Regions from separate parts of the Sus scrofa genome. Here region 1 is linked to region 2. The links are chromatin contacts, called in public HiChIP or PLAC-seq maps. All regions are on one chromosome and are shown on one strand. Each heading gives the region's core, a stretch centred on a gene start, on an enhancer-like site or on the middle of the called end of the contact. The rest is flanking DNA. Distances are from core to core; before and after follow the strand shown.

Region 1 (5,668 bases), core at 348-2,847, 110 kb after region 2:
GATGCTCACATGAACTGAAAATGGCTTTGAGTCTTTCATCAAGTCTTGGTCTGACAATGACTTTGGGAGGCAGGAAAGTACAGAATGTTTTGGACAGACAGTGGGTGTAGACAGTTGGTATTTCTCTGGGATGTGGTGAACTGGAGCCCAGGAGCTGGGTGTTCTCGGCAGCATGTAAACGAAGGATGGGAGAAAGGAACTTCCACCAGTGAGTTTGGGCTCCGATGGAGTAAGGGCTGCAGAGTTAGAAGTGAATTAGCCAACTTTGGGACCAGGCTCCTACCCCACTTCCTCTTTCCCCAGCTCCTAGTCCAGGCTCTGGCAAAGAGTAGGTGTCTTAGCAAATACTTGCTAAATGAATGAACTCATGAATAAAAAAGTGTTTTTTAGAGCCTACTCAGTGGTTCTCAAAATTTAGAACTAGTGATAATTACTTAGGAAGCTTGTTAATACACAGGTGTGATCGAGAAATCTGCATTTTCACAAGTAGCCTAGCCTATTCTGATGCAGGTGGTACAATCTCAGCCAGAAACTAACAGTGGTTATTCTGGGATCTAAAAGGAAGGGACCGAGTCCCATAGAGATGATGGGAAATAACTAAACCTCAGCAATGGAGAGGGAAGGAGCAAGGAGATATTTAGCTCCGGGGATTGGGGCCAAGAGGAGTTATCCTGTCCAAGGAGGAAGCCAGAAGGAACCCTTAAAGGGACTATTTAGCGTTTTCAGAACATGCCAAGCACACTGCATGAATAAGAGCCTGTAATTTATCACAGCTCTGTATACAGTTAGTATCTTGAAATTCTCTCACATTATAGACAAATTATTCATACCTACAGAGCTGACTGTGTATGTTGAGATGGAGGAGACAGAGAAGGGGAAGGGACAGCACCAGAAAGGAAGAGCACGTGGAGAGAAGTCCTGATCCGGGGTCTAGAGACTGAGAGGCAGCAGTGATAATAGCTAATAGTCTGTGAACACATACTATGGACTGGACTCTGTTCTAAGCCCTTTTAAAATGTGGTATGTCCTCTAATCCTTACAACAATCTTAGGAGGTAACAGTCATGATCTACCTTTTATGACTAGTCAAGACTTGAGCCCATTCTTTGTTTCCAAAGCTTATGCACATGCGCATAAGCATTATGTTATACTTTGTCCTTTTTCATTCTCTGGGGTATGTTATAAGGAGTTATTTGGAGATCTGGTGGCTAGCTGGATAGATTACCAAGATAGTCTCTAGTTTTCAAGTGGGGTGGCGGTGTGAGTGTGTTGAGGGGTTTTTGGGGCTGCCCAAAGACTGTTACCACACGAATATTATGCTCTTCAAGTCTCTGACTAGCCTGCTCTATCTCCTTTTGTGCATAATCACAGACTAAAATTCTATGATACAGTTTAAGAAATGATGGGAAAGACTTCATAGGTTTACAGAAAGTTTTCCTGTATTACTCTTAATCATTTCGTATTCTCTTGCATGTTCAATTCCTCATAGGATATTTCCCAAATGCTTTGATTTTGTGTGGAATTTTTAGACTTCAACAGACTTATAACTGTGTTCAGAGCGCCACCTTATGGACTCATAGGCTTATAGCAACTAACAAGTGGCCTAGAGCAATCAACTGGTCTTCTTGGGTTTGGGCCCCATGTGATACAGGGACTCACCGGTGCGCTAGCACAGTTTAAAAACAGGGTCTACGACCAAAACTCCTCATTGGTAGGGTTTTCGATTTCCATATTGTAAACACTCTCACTATGGCTAGTTTCAAGCTACCGACTTGCCACCAGTGGACGGTAAGGTTGGGAGAAGGTGAGTAGCAGCACATCATTTCCATCATACAGATAAGCGCTGTAAATGACCTCACGAACACAGGTAATAGCAAAATGTAGTGTAATAATCGGGAAGCAATGTTTTGTTTACCTTTGCTTTTTCGTTGTGCATAACTTATATACAATTTAATATATAATATAATAATAAATATATAATTTAATTGTAAGTTTATACCATTTAATTTTTAACGATGGCTGTGTTTAGCAACCAGCCTTCAAAATTCTTGGAGGCTTAACAACTGGCTGCAAAATTTCAGAAAATCTAAAGACTGGCTCCAGTCGGCTCTTAGGAGCCAGCTCCAACTCTTGGGACTTTTTTTTTTTTTTTTTTTTTGTCTTTTTGCTATTTCTTTGGGCCGCTCCCGTGGCATATGGAGGTTCCCAGGCTAGGGGTCGAATCAGAGCTGTAGCCACCGGCCTACGCCAGAGCCACAGCAACGCGGGATCCGAGCCGCGTCTGCAACCTACACCACAGCTCACGGCAACGCACGGATCGTTAACCCACTGAGCGAGGCCAGGGACCGAACCCGCAACCTCATGGTTCCTAGTCAGATTCGTTAACCACTGCGCCACGACGGGAACTCCTCTTGAGACTATTTTAATAGTGTAGGAGTTCGTTTGCTGCCCAGTGGGTTAAGGATCCCGCTGTTGCCAATGTGGCTGGTATTGCTGCTCTGGTCCAGATTCAATCCCTGGCCACATGCCCAGTGGGCCAAAAAACAAAACAAAATACCGTCTAGTTTTCCACATCCCCAGATATCGACCAGATGTGCTCATCCATATTATGAAACTAGATTCTGACCCTGGCTGGGTCTACACTTTTCTGGGAATAAAGTCCAAAATGCTTAGCCTCGTGTGCTAGCTGCCTCTGGTGCTGCCTGTCCAGCCTCGCTCTCCCCATCCCTCAACACCCTCCGCTCAGCTCACAAGCACTGCTCCCGGTGCTCCTACCCGGTGCTCCTACCGCTACCGCTCTGCACACCAAGACATTCCACTCCCTGCTCCTATTTGCCTGGTCTCCTTTTCTACTTGGAAAGCCCTAATGTTTGTGAGGCCTGAGGCAAAAATACAAACGGAGGCCCCCTTCTTTCCCAAAGCCTCCTCCGTTGGCATGGGCAATGCCCCCATGTCTAGGCAGCATCCACCTGCCTCTAATCCCACCTGTGGGGCAGGCAGGCCTCATAGTTCCTGGCAAGGAGGCCTGCACTGGCGCACAAATGGATGCAGACTGCTGGGCTGGAATTCCTGCCTGAGAACCTAGAGCGCAGTGAGGGTGCAGGTCTTGTGTGTGTCCCCCTGGATTATGCAGAATCCCCGTGGGGTAGGAGGAAGACATAGGATGGCTGGAGGTGGGGGCACACTCAGGTGTGAGGTGGAGGGGGGATAAAGTGGGGACCTTTATCCCCCCTCCACCCCTGGGGATCTTGGGGCTAGGGATTGACCTGCTAGGCTTTGCCTTCAAGTTGGGCTCAGATGTCACTGGCTCATCCCTGGGCAACTGGGTAGATCTCTCCACCCTGTTGCCACAACCCTCTGCTTAGACCTATAGTTTCACAGTTCTCGCTGGGAGCTGTGACTTGTGTATAAGTTCCCTAAATTCAGGGAAGGTAACCTACCCCTCTTTATATCTCCAAAATTGAATGCCTATGGCAGACATTTATAAACTGTCAATAAATTATTTTTGGAATTAATAATTAATTTATTAGTAAGTGAATTTGTTTACTTCTGTTTTAGAAGACTATTTTAAGAAAACTGCTTGGGGAGTTCCCACTGTGGCACAGCAGGTTAAAGGATCCATTGTTGCTACAGTGGATCTATCCCTGGCCCTGGAACTTCCATACGCTGCAGATGCGGCCAAAAAAAAAAAAAAAAAAAAACCAAAAATATCAAAAACCAAAAGGAAAAGAAAACTGCTTGGTCCTGTCAGGTTATTAATCCTAGAATAGATTATTTTTCTTTAAAGATACGTACAGGAGTTCCCGTTGTGGCTCAGCAGTTAACGAGCCTGACTGGTATCCATGAGGACGCGGGTTTGATCTCTAGCCTCACTCAGTGGGTTAAGGATCTGGTGTTGCTGTGAGCTGCAGTGTAGGTTGCAAATGTGGTTCAGATCTGGTATTTCTGTGGCTGTGGCGTAGGCTGGCGGCTACAGCTCCAATTCAGTGCCTAGCCTGGGAACCTCCATATGCCGCTGGTGTGGCCCTAAAAAGACCGAAAAGAGAAAAAAAAAAAAAGAAGAAAAGAAAAAAATAAAGATACATACATTGTCTCTAATTGGTAAAATTGTAAGGCCTAAAATGGCCAACTATTAAAATACTCCCAAGACCCTACTTTCTAGTGAATTCTCCATCATCATTGCCTAAAGATTAGACCTAAAATGTTCTCCTTCTGTCTTAAACAGGAGATGTGCCATGATTTTGATACAGATCAGAAGGAAGATATTTTTAAAAGAAAAGAAAGAGGGAGAGAGAGAGGCTCTTTCTCTCTTAGTTTGGAAAGACTCGATCTCATTACCTGTATGTCAAAGTATTTTTTTTCCATTTGGGTTCACCTGGGAAGAGGCGGTAGTTGGCCACATCCGGAACTCCGCAGCGAGGCCTCTTGATCACATCCATTGTGGTCCGGTCTAACTTCCCGGTGACTCGGAGGCCAAAGAACGCCTGCAGCTCCTTAATCTTCTTCACCATGGAATTGCCTCCCTTTGCAACCATCTCACCGACCTGGTGTCCTCCTTTCTTTGTGTAATACTTGTCAAGGTAAGCCTGAAACGGAGAGGCAGGGGGACATCTACAGCACGATCCCTGGGCAGTACTCAGCTCGGGCAAGACAGGGACGGTGTTCTTGATATGCTAAGATGGTGTGAGAGTGTATGCCCACTTTTGAAAAAATTAGACGTATTTGCATAGATAAAGGTTAGATGGATATATGCCAGATTATTAACAACATTTATCTTTGGGTGGTGGGATTTTAGATTTTTTTTTATTTGGGTGCATTTTGTACGTTTTCCTACAATGAACAGTTACTTTAAGAGGAAAAAGAATAATAGAAGGTGGAAGGAAAACAATGTGAAAATTTCCCCACAGACTATTTACTTGTCAATGAAGTCTCTACCAATTTGAGATATAGAGACTGCCTTTTTTCTCTGGTAAGCGTTACTGGTGTCATATCTTCATTATACATTACACAAGATCAGTATATTCTTAACTGTGGCTTTGGATGGCAACCTGTCCTTTTATGCAAGGGCAGCTGGTCAGTCTGTTTCCTGGCTAAGGTTTTAATCAGCTCAGGTGTGTTGAGCACATGGGGTGCAACTTGTTTTCAAGGAGCAGGTCTCCTAGGACTGGCTCTTTGTCCCTTGAAGCAAATAAAATTAGCCATAAATTATAAGGTTTTCATTTGCAATATGTCACTCAAAACATTTTGTGCCACTTCCTGGCTGACGTGAGTGAAACAGGGTCATGTAAATGCTGAATCAGAGCCTGCTCTCGGCCCAGAAATTTCACCCACTCAACTTATTTCGGGAAAACAAAAAAGCAGTTAAAGGTGTGTATCTATATTTTATTAAATATAAAATTTTATGTTTATATATTATTATAAGGTATTTATTTATTGTATATAAATATTAGTTATATATCCCATTAACTATATTTATTTATATTCATAAATTGTCTTTTATTATGTTTATATAAATAATGTGTATGATTCATTTACATGTCATATATACATATAAGTTCAATGAGGCACAACAGTGTGCTCTGAAAATTGTGCTTCTGTTCTATTCCAACACTTGTGTGCCACTGGCTCAACATCTGATTGTGGGCCTGGGTCAGAGAGTTCAGGACTCA
Region 2 (6,120 bases), core at 539-3,038:
ATGACTTGGAGCAGAGCCTGGCTCCCTCCTGCTTCTAGACCTATGCTCCTCTTCTTCCCACCATTGCCAGGTAATCTCTAGTCTGACTGGAATTTCCTCCCTCTTGCTCTTTCACCATGTACTTTAAGTTCATTAAATCCATAACTTGAAAAACATGTTCCTCTTTTCTCCAGGGAAGGGAGGACTTACTTCACCAAAGATGAGGAAAAAGATTTGCATTGCCTTTTCTAGTCCATCAGAGGAAAAGTGAACAGACTTGAAGGGGGAGGAAGAAGGATAGGCTGGGAGTTTGGGGTTGGTAGATGCAAACTATTACATTTAGAATGGATACACAATGAGGCCCTATTGTTCAGCACAGGGAACTATATCCAGTCTCTTGAGATAGACCATGATGGAAGATAATGTAAGAAAGGGAATGTATATATGTATGACTGGGTCACTTTGCTGTGCAGCAGAAATTGGCACAACACTGTAAATCAACTATATTTAATACCAATAAAATTTTTTAAAAGTTTAGCTAATAAGTCACAAAATAAAACAAAGTCAATTTCTAGCCAATACTTTTTCAGGACACAAATTTATACTTTTTTTTTTTTTTCTTTTTAGGGCTGCACCCACTGCATATGGAAGTTCCCAGGCTAGGGGTTGAATCAGAGCTACAGCTGCTGGCCTAGGCCACAGCCACAACACCACCAGATCCCAGCCCCATCTGCGACCTACACCACAGCTTGCGGCAATGCTGGATCCTTAGCCCATGAAGCAAGGCCAGGGATTGAATTGCATCCCCATGGATACTAGTTGGATTCATTTTTGTTGGGAAATCTGTCCCAAGTAAGTTATAATTAGCATCTTCTAAGCATTAATTCTTAATATACTGAATAGAAACCATTTAGCTATTTCAAATTTAAATTAGCCTCCATTAGACCTATCATTCTTGATTTATACCATTGTCTTCTAGAAGATGCCCCAAATGAAAATTTTGAGTATGTTAATTCAAACACTGCATTCATTCATTCATTCATTCAACCATTCAACAAATTCATTTTTTTTTAGGTAATTTTGTTCCAGTGAGGGTGCTAATCCTTAGGTTTCTAATTCAAAACAATTTAAATATAGACTCTACTTTTTCTGCCAAGAACTACACTTTTCATATCAATGTCATGGGGGAGGAGAAGCTTTTAAAAAGTATAAATTAAATGATTCCTTAGATGAAGAGGATGTAATCTGCTTACTTTAGGGTAGATCCTTTACAGAAGATGATCTAGTTATAGATAATGAGAAGGTATAATTAGGTGTTAAATTTGAATAGAATTCTACTCTTATTTAAGGTTCCCAAACTTTTCTGAATAATTGCTTGTTTTTATTCAGGGCTAAAAGTACGTGCTAATTTGAGAGGAAAAAGAAAGAAGCTTGTCAAATGTGCTTGCTATGATGCTGAGGTAGTTCCCAGGGCCTCTTCCAAGTTTATGTTTAGCCCATACACATGCACATAAAACAAATGACAATCCTTATTATTAAAGACTAGGAAAACAAGTCCACCCTTACTTGGTTACTTTATGAGCAAGGAGAATCATAGGTTCTTGGTCCTAAAGTCTATAATTCGAAGGAAAATGCCTTCACAAAAGAAATTAGGAATGAAAGACTGTTGTTCCTTAAAGTTTAACTCATTGTTCTTTGGTAATCATAATGCCACTTTTCTTTCTCACCAATTAAAGTTGCAACAGTAGCTCACAGATGTCACTTAGCTGGAGTCAAGCCAAAGTGCAATTTGTCATCCTCTTTATGCTTCCTAGTAATGGGACTAACCCTTTCACACCTAAAATGATCCGTGAATAAGTAGGCAGGGGTCACGTTGCATGACAACCTTCTGTACTTGCAGAAAGTAAAAAATTTACCTCCAAAGAAATAATTGTGGTCCCCAGGGTCTCCAGGTCTATGCCTGAACAGTAAAGCACTAACTCTGAATTCTCTTTTTGTTCTTTGAGGTATGGACACCTGGGCTGTGATGGCAAATGAGGGTGCGAACTAGAATTTATTTTTGCTGATCCATTCAGCCTTTTAATTGCAGCAAATATACTTTCAGTTAGAACTGATTTCCTCTGGTTTAAATGACAGATGGTTTCTTAAGAGGAAGGGTGACACCATGTGGCAGTTTTAAAACATGACTACAAATTCTTTGGCACTTCCCAAAGTGGGTCCCCCCCTTGTCTTTACTCTGGTTGGCTGTGATTGCTTTGACCAGTAGAGTGTCAAAGTGATGCTGTGTGACTTCTGAGGCTACATAGAAAGGGCTATACTACTTCACTTTGTTTGTGGGAAGACTTGCTCTTGGAGCCTTGAACCATATGTGTGAAGTCTGACCTCTCTCCATGCTGGAGAGACCACGTGTATGGTTGACAGCCCAGCTGAGCCCAGATTTCTAGCCATCCATTACAAAGTGGCAGATGTGTGAGTGAACCCATCTTGGACCCTCCAAGCCAGCCCATCTGCCCCATGGAACAAAATAATTAACCTGTGGAACTTTGCCCTCATTCCTGACCCACGAAATCATGAGATTTAATAAAATTACTATTGTTTTAAGTGACTATTTAGGGTTATTTTTAATGCAATGAGAAAAAATTGTCTTAGTTTGGGTCTTCCAAAGAATAGATGCTAAGACAGGATTAGATATGCAAGGGATTTTTAAAAAATTTTTTATTTTTAAGGCTATACTCTAAGCATGCGGCAATTCCCAGGCTAGGGTTTGAATCAGAGCTATAGCTGCTGACCTATGCCACAGCCACAGCAATGCTGGATACTTAACCCACTGAGTGAGGCCAGGAATCGAACCTGCTTTATCACAAACACTATGTCGGGTTCTTAGTCCACTGAGTCACAATGGGAACAAAAAGAGATTTTTTTTTTCTTTCAGTTTTATTGATGTGTGATTGACATACAACAGTGTATAAACTTAAGTCATATAGCATAATGGCTTGACATACATATCTATTGCGAAATGATTACCACATTAAGTTTCGTTAACATCCTCATATAGTTACAATTTTTTTTCCTTTATGATGAGAACTTTTAGGATTTACTCTGGTAGCATCTTTTAAATATACCATACAACATTGCTAACTATAGTCATTATATTTATATAATGGCACTTATTTATCTTCTCATTGGAAGTTTGTACCTTTTGACCACCTTCACCCAATCCCCACATTCCCCACTTGCTCCCTCTGGCAACCACGAATCTGATCTAGTTTTTAGCAATGGCATTTTTATTTTTATTTTTTTTTGGTCTTTTTTTGCTATTTCTTGGGCCACTCCCGTGGCATGTGGAGGTTCCCAGGCTAGGGGTCCAATCAGAGCTACAGCTGCCGGCCTACACCACAGCCACAGCAACGCCGGCCTACACCACAGCCACAGCAACGCGGGATCCGAGCCGCGTCTGCAACCTAAACCACAGCTCACAGCAACGCCGGATCGTTAACCCACTGAGCAAGGGCAGGGACCGAACCCGCAACCTCATGGTTCCTAGTCGGATTCGTTAACCACTGCGCCATGACAGGAACTCCAGCAATGGCATTTTTAGCAACATGGATGGACCTAAAAATTATCATGCTCAGTGAAGTCAGTCAGACAATGGGACGCCAACATCAAATGTTATCACTGACATGTGGAATCTGAAAAAAGGACACAATGAACTTCTTTGCAGAACAGATACTGACTCACAGACTTTGAAAAACTTGTGGTTTCCAAAGGAGACAATTTGGGGGGTGGGGGGATGTGCTGGGGGTGTGGGATGGAAATCGTATAAAATTGGATTGTGATGATCATTGTACACCTATAAATGTAATAAATTCATTGAGTAATAAAAAGAAACCAGACCAAACCAAAACAAAATTTAGTTTTTTTTTTTTTAGGGCTGCACTCACAGCATATGGAGGTGCCCAGGTTAGGGGTCCTATCAAAACTGTAGCTACTGGCCACAGCCACAGCTGCGTCTGTGACATGCACCACAGCTCAAGGCAATGGCTGGATCCTCAACCCACTGAGCGAGGCCAGGGATTGAACCCAAGTCCTCATGGATGCTAGTCGGGTTCATTAATTGCTGAGCCATGATGGGAACTCCTAAAGTTTTTAATTTTTAAAAATTATTTAAAATAATTTCTATGGCCACACCCACAGCATATGGAAGTTTCTGGGCCAGGGATTGAATCCAAGCTGTAGTTTTGATTTATGCTGCAGCTGTGGCAATGCCAGGTCCTTTAATCCATTGCACCAGGCTGGGGATTGAACCTGCACCTCCACAGTGACCCGAGCTGCTGCTGTCGAATTCTTAACCCACTGTGCCATAGTGGGAACTCTTTTTTTTTTTTTTTAAATTAGACACGCAAGAGATTTATTCTAAGGTATCCTTCCTGGAAAGAGTAGAGGGGGAGAGAGTAATAGAGGGGGAGAGCCTTGAGACCATGATAAAGGTCTGGTGTCTGTGAAGTCTTAGGATATACCACAGTTCAGAAAAAGTTTTGATTAGGCTGTTGGGAAGTCCCAAGCCTATTAGAGAGGTCCTACTTATGCAGAATACTTTATGATCAAACTGAAGTTTGGGACTTTCTCGTGTCCTCTGTGGTATGTTAGAATTTGTAGAATTCACAGACTCATTAAAATAACTCCTAGAATCTCAATATTAGGACTTTCTCCCTCTCACATTGTAAAATTCTTTATTATAACACTTAAAATGTTGTATTATAAGTATTGTTCATTAGGGGTGCACAACAGACTTCATTAGACTTTGAGATTTTTGAAGGCAAATCGTATGTATTTGTCACCTTTGCATACTTCTTCATCCTCCAAGTTCCTGACTCAGTGAGTGTTTGTTGAATGGCTAACTGAGAATAATGGTTAAATTATGTTTTTTGTGTAATCCTTAGAATAAATTATAGTTATCTGGTGTATTTAGGATTCATTGTTGAAGTATTTGAATGTCAATTATGTCTGTTAAAATGTGTTGTAAATAGACTTCTAAATAATCATGATGAAGAAATTTACATATGACCTAGGAATTTTTTTAAATGGCATTTTGGTATTCCTTCCATGTTAAATTTTTTTTTATAGTTTTGTCATCTAGTACTAGTCTCTTGCCCTTTTTTTGACAGGGTTATGGATAGGAGAGTCTGTAAATCATAAGGCTGACATTTTAGTTGATTTCCTGGAAAACAAATGTCATTTTGTGAGTTCCTTACCTAAAACCTTCTGTGTTTGTAGCTTGCTGTAGTGATTTCCATATTTTTGGATTTCAAAGACTAGGATCATTTAAAAAATTAGGGGCACTGACATTTATATTTAAAGTAGGAGCATTGAAAATAACCGATCACCTACTAGTGCTATCATTTTACAAAGGAATGAATATGTCTTTAACAAAAAGTAGTAATCATCTTAGAATTTAAAAACTGAATGAGATAAATTACCAATTTACTATATTATCCTTACTATTTTTCATTCCTTTGCAGAGCAGTACCACCCTGTGTATCTTAGTTTGGAAACCACTGGTTTCCAGTTAAAATTCTGACTGCTTATTTATTTAAGTCCTTCCCAGTTAGTTATTGGTCTAGGTCTCCAGCTTCTTTTCAAACCACCCCCATACCCATCAATTATAATTTTGCAGGCAAAATTATAAGGGGAAGGAGGGATGAGAAAGTCTAGGAAAAGATGCTTCATTTTTAAGGAGACAGACAACCCAGAAGTTGTACATATCGTATCTGCTCATATTCCATTGACCTGAACTTGGCCACATGAATGCACCAGGGAGCCTGGGAGTCCTGGTGTGTAGCTGTTGATCGTGGGCTAAGCTAAAACTTGGTGGTTCTATTATTAAGACGAAGGGGAGAATGAAGACTGGAGAAAAGAGTGATTCTTCACAGTTCACTCCTCTGGCCATCCAGATAGCTAGCTATGCTCTCACTTTTCTTCCCACCAATAGAGCATAATCATTGCCTCCTAATAATCCCAAGTCCTGGTCAGGGGCTGCAGCCATCTCAAACTCCAAATCTCTGGGTGATGTGCTATCTTTTCCATCAGGTATGAGGTGCCTCCCAGACCTGTACCCAAAGCAGTGGAATGGGATAACTGCAA

The links. HiChIP or PLAC-seq counts read pairs in DNA pulled down with a chosen protein or histone mark.
Region 1: a contact with region 2 is called in an H3K27ac HiChIP or PLAC-seq map of alveolar macrophages. The contact joins two enhancer-like sites. A contact is called at or near these places in 6 of 47 Hi-C or Micro-C datasets (alveolar macrophages, embryonic fibroblasts, epiblast stem cells and 1 more) and 1 of 2 datasets of contacts at active chromatin or transcription factors (alveolar macrophages).

Annotation. Positions count from the first base shown.
Region 1 is chr9:33,298,589-33,304,256 of Sscrofa11.1, forward strand. MMP20 (matrix metallopeptidase 20) reads right to left here. Exons shown (of 10, transcript NM_213905.1): 2 at 4,338-4,585. Among named protein-coding and RNA genes, the nearest start is that of MMP20, 6.6 kb to the right of the region's middle. Within about 2 kb of position 1,598, at least 2 of the 83 cell types and tissues checked have an H3K27ac peak or open chromatin away from gene starts, as enhancers often do. A contact at or near this core is called in alveolar macrophages, where this site is marked.
Region 2 is chr9:33,191,838-33,197,957 of Sscrofa11.1, forward strand. No RefSeq gene overlaps it. Among named protein-coding and RNA genes, the nearest start is that of MMP7, 30 kb to the right of the region's middle. Within about 2 kb of position 1,789, at least 5 of the 83 cell types and tissues checked have an H3K27ac peak or open chromatin away from gene starts, as enhancers often do. A contact at or near this core is called in alveolar macrophages, where this site is marked.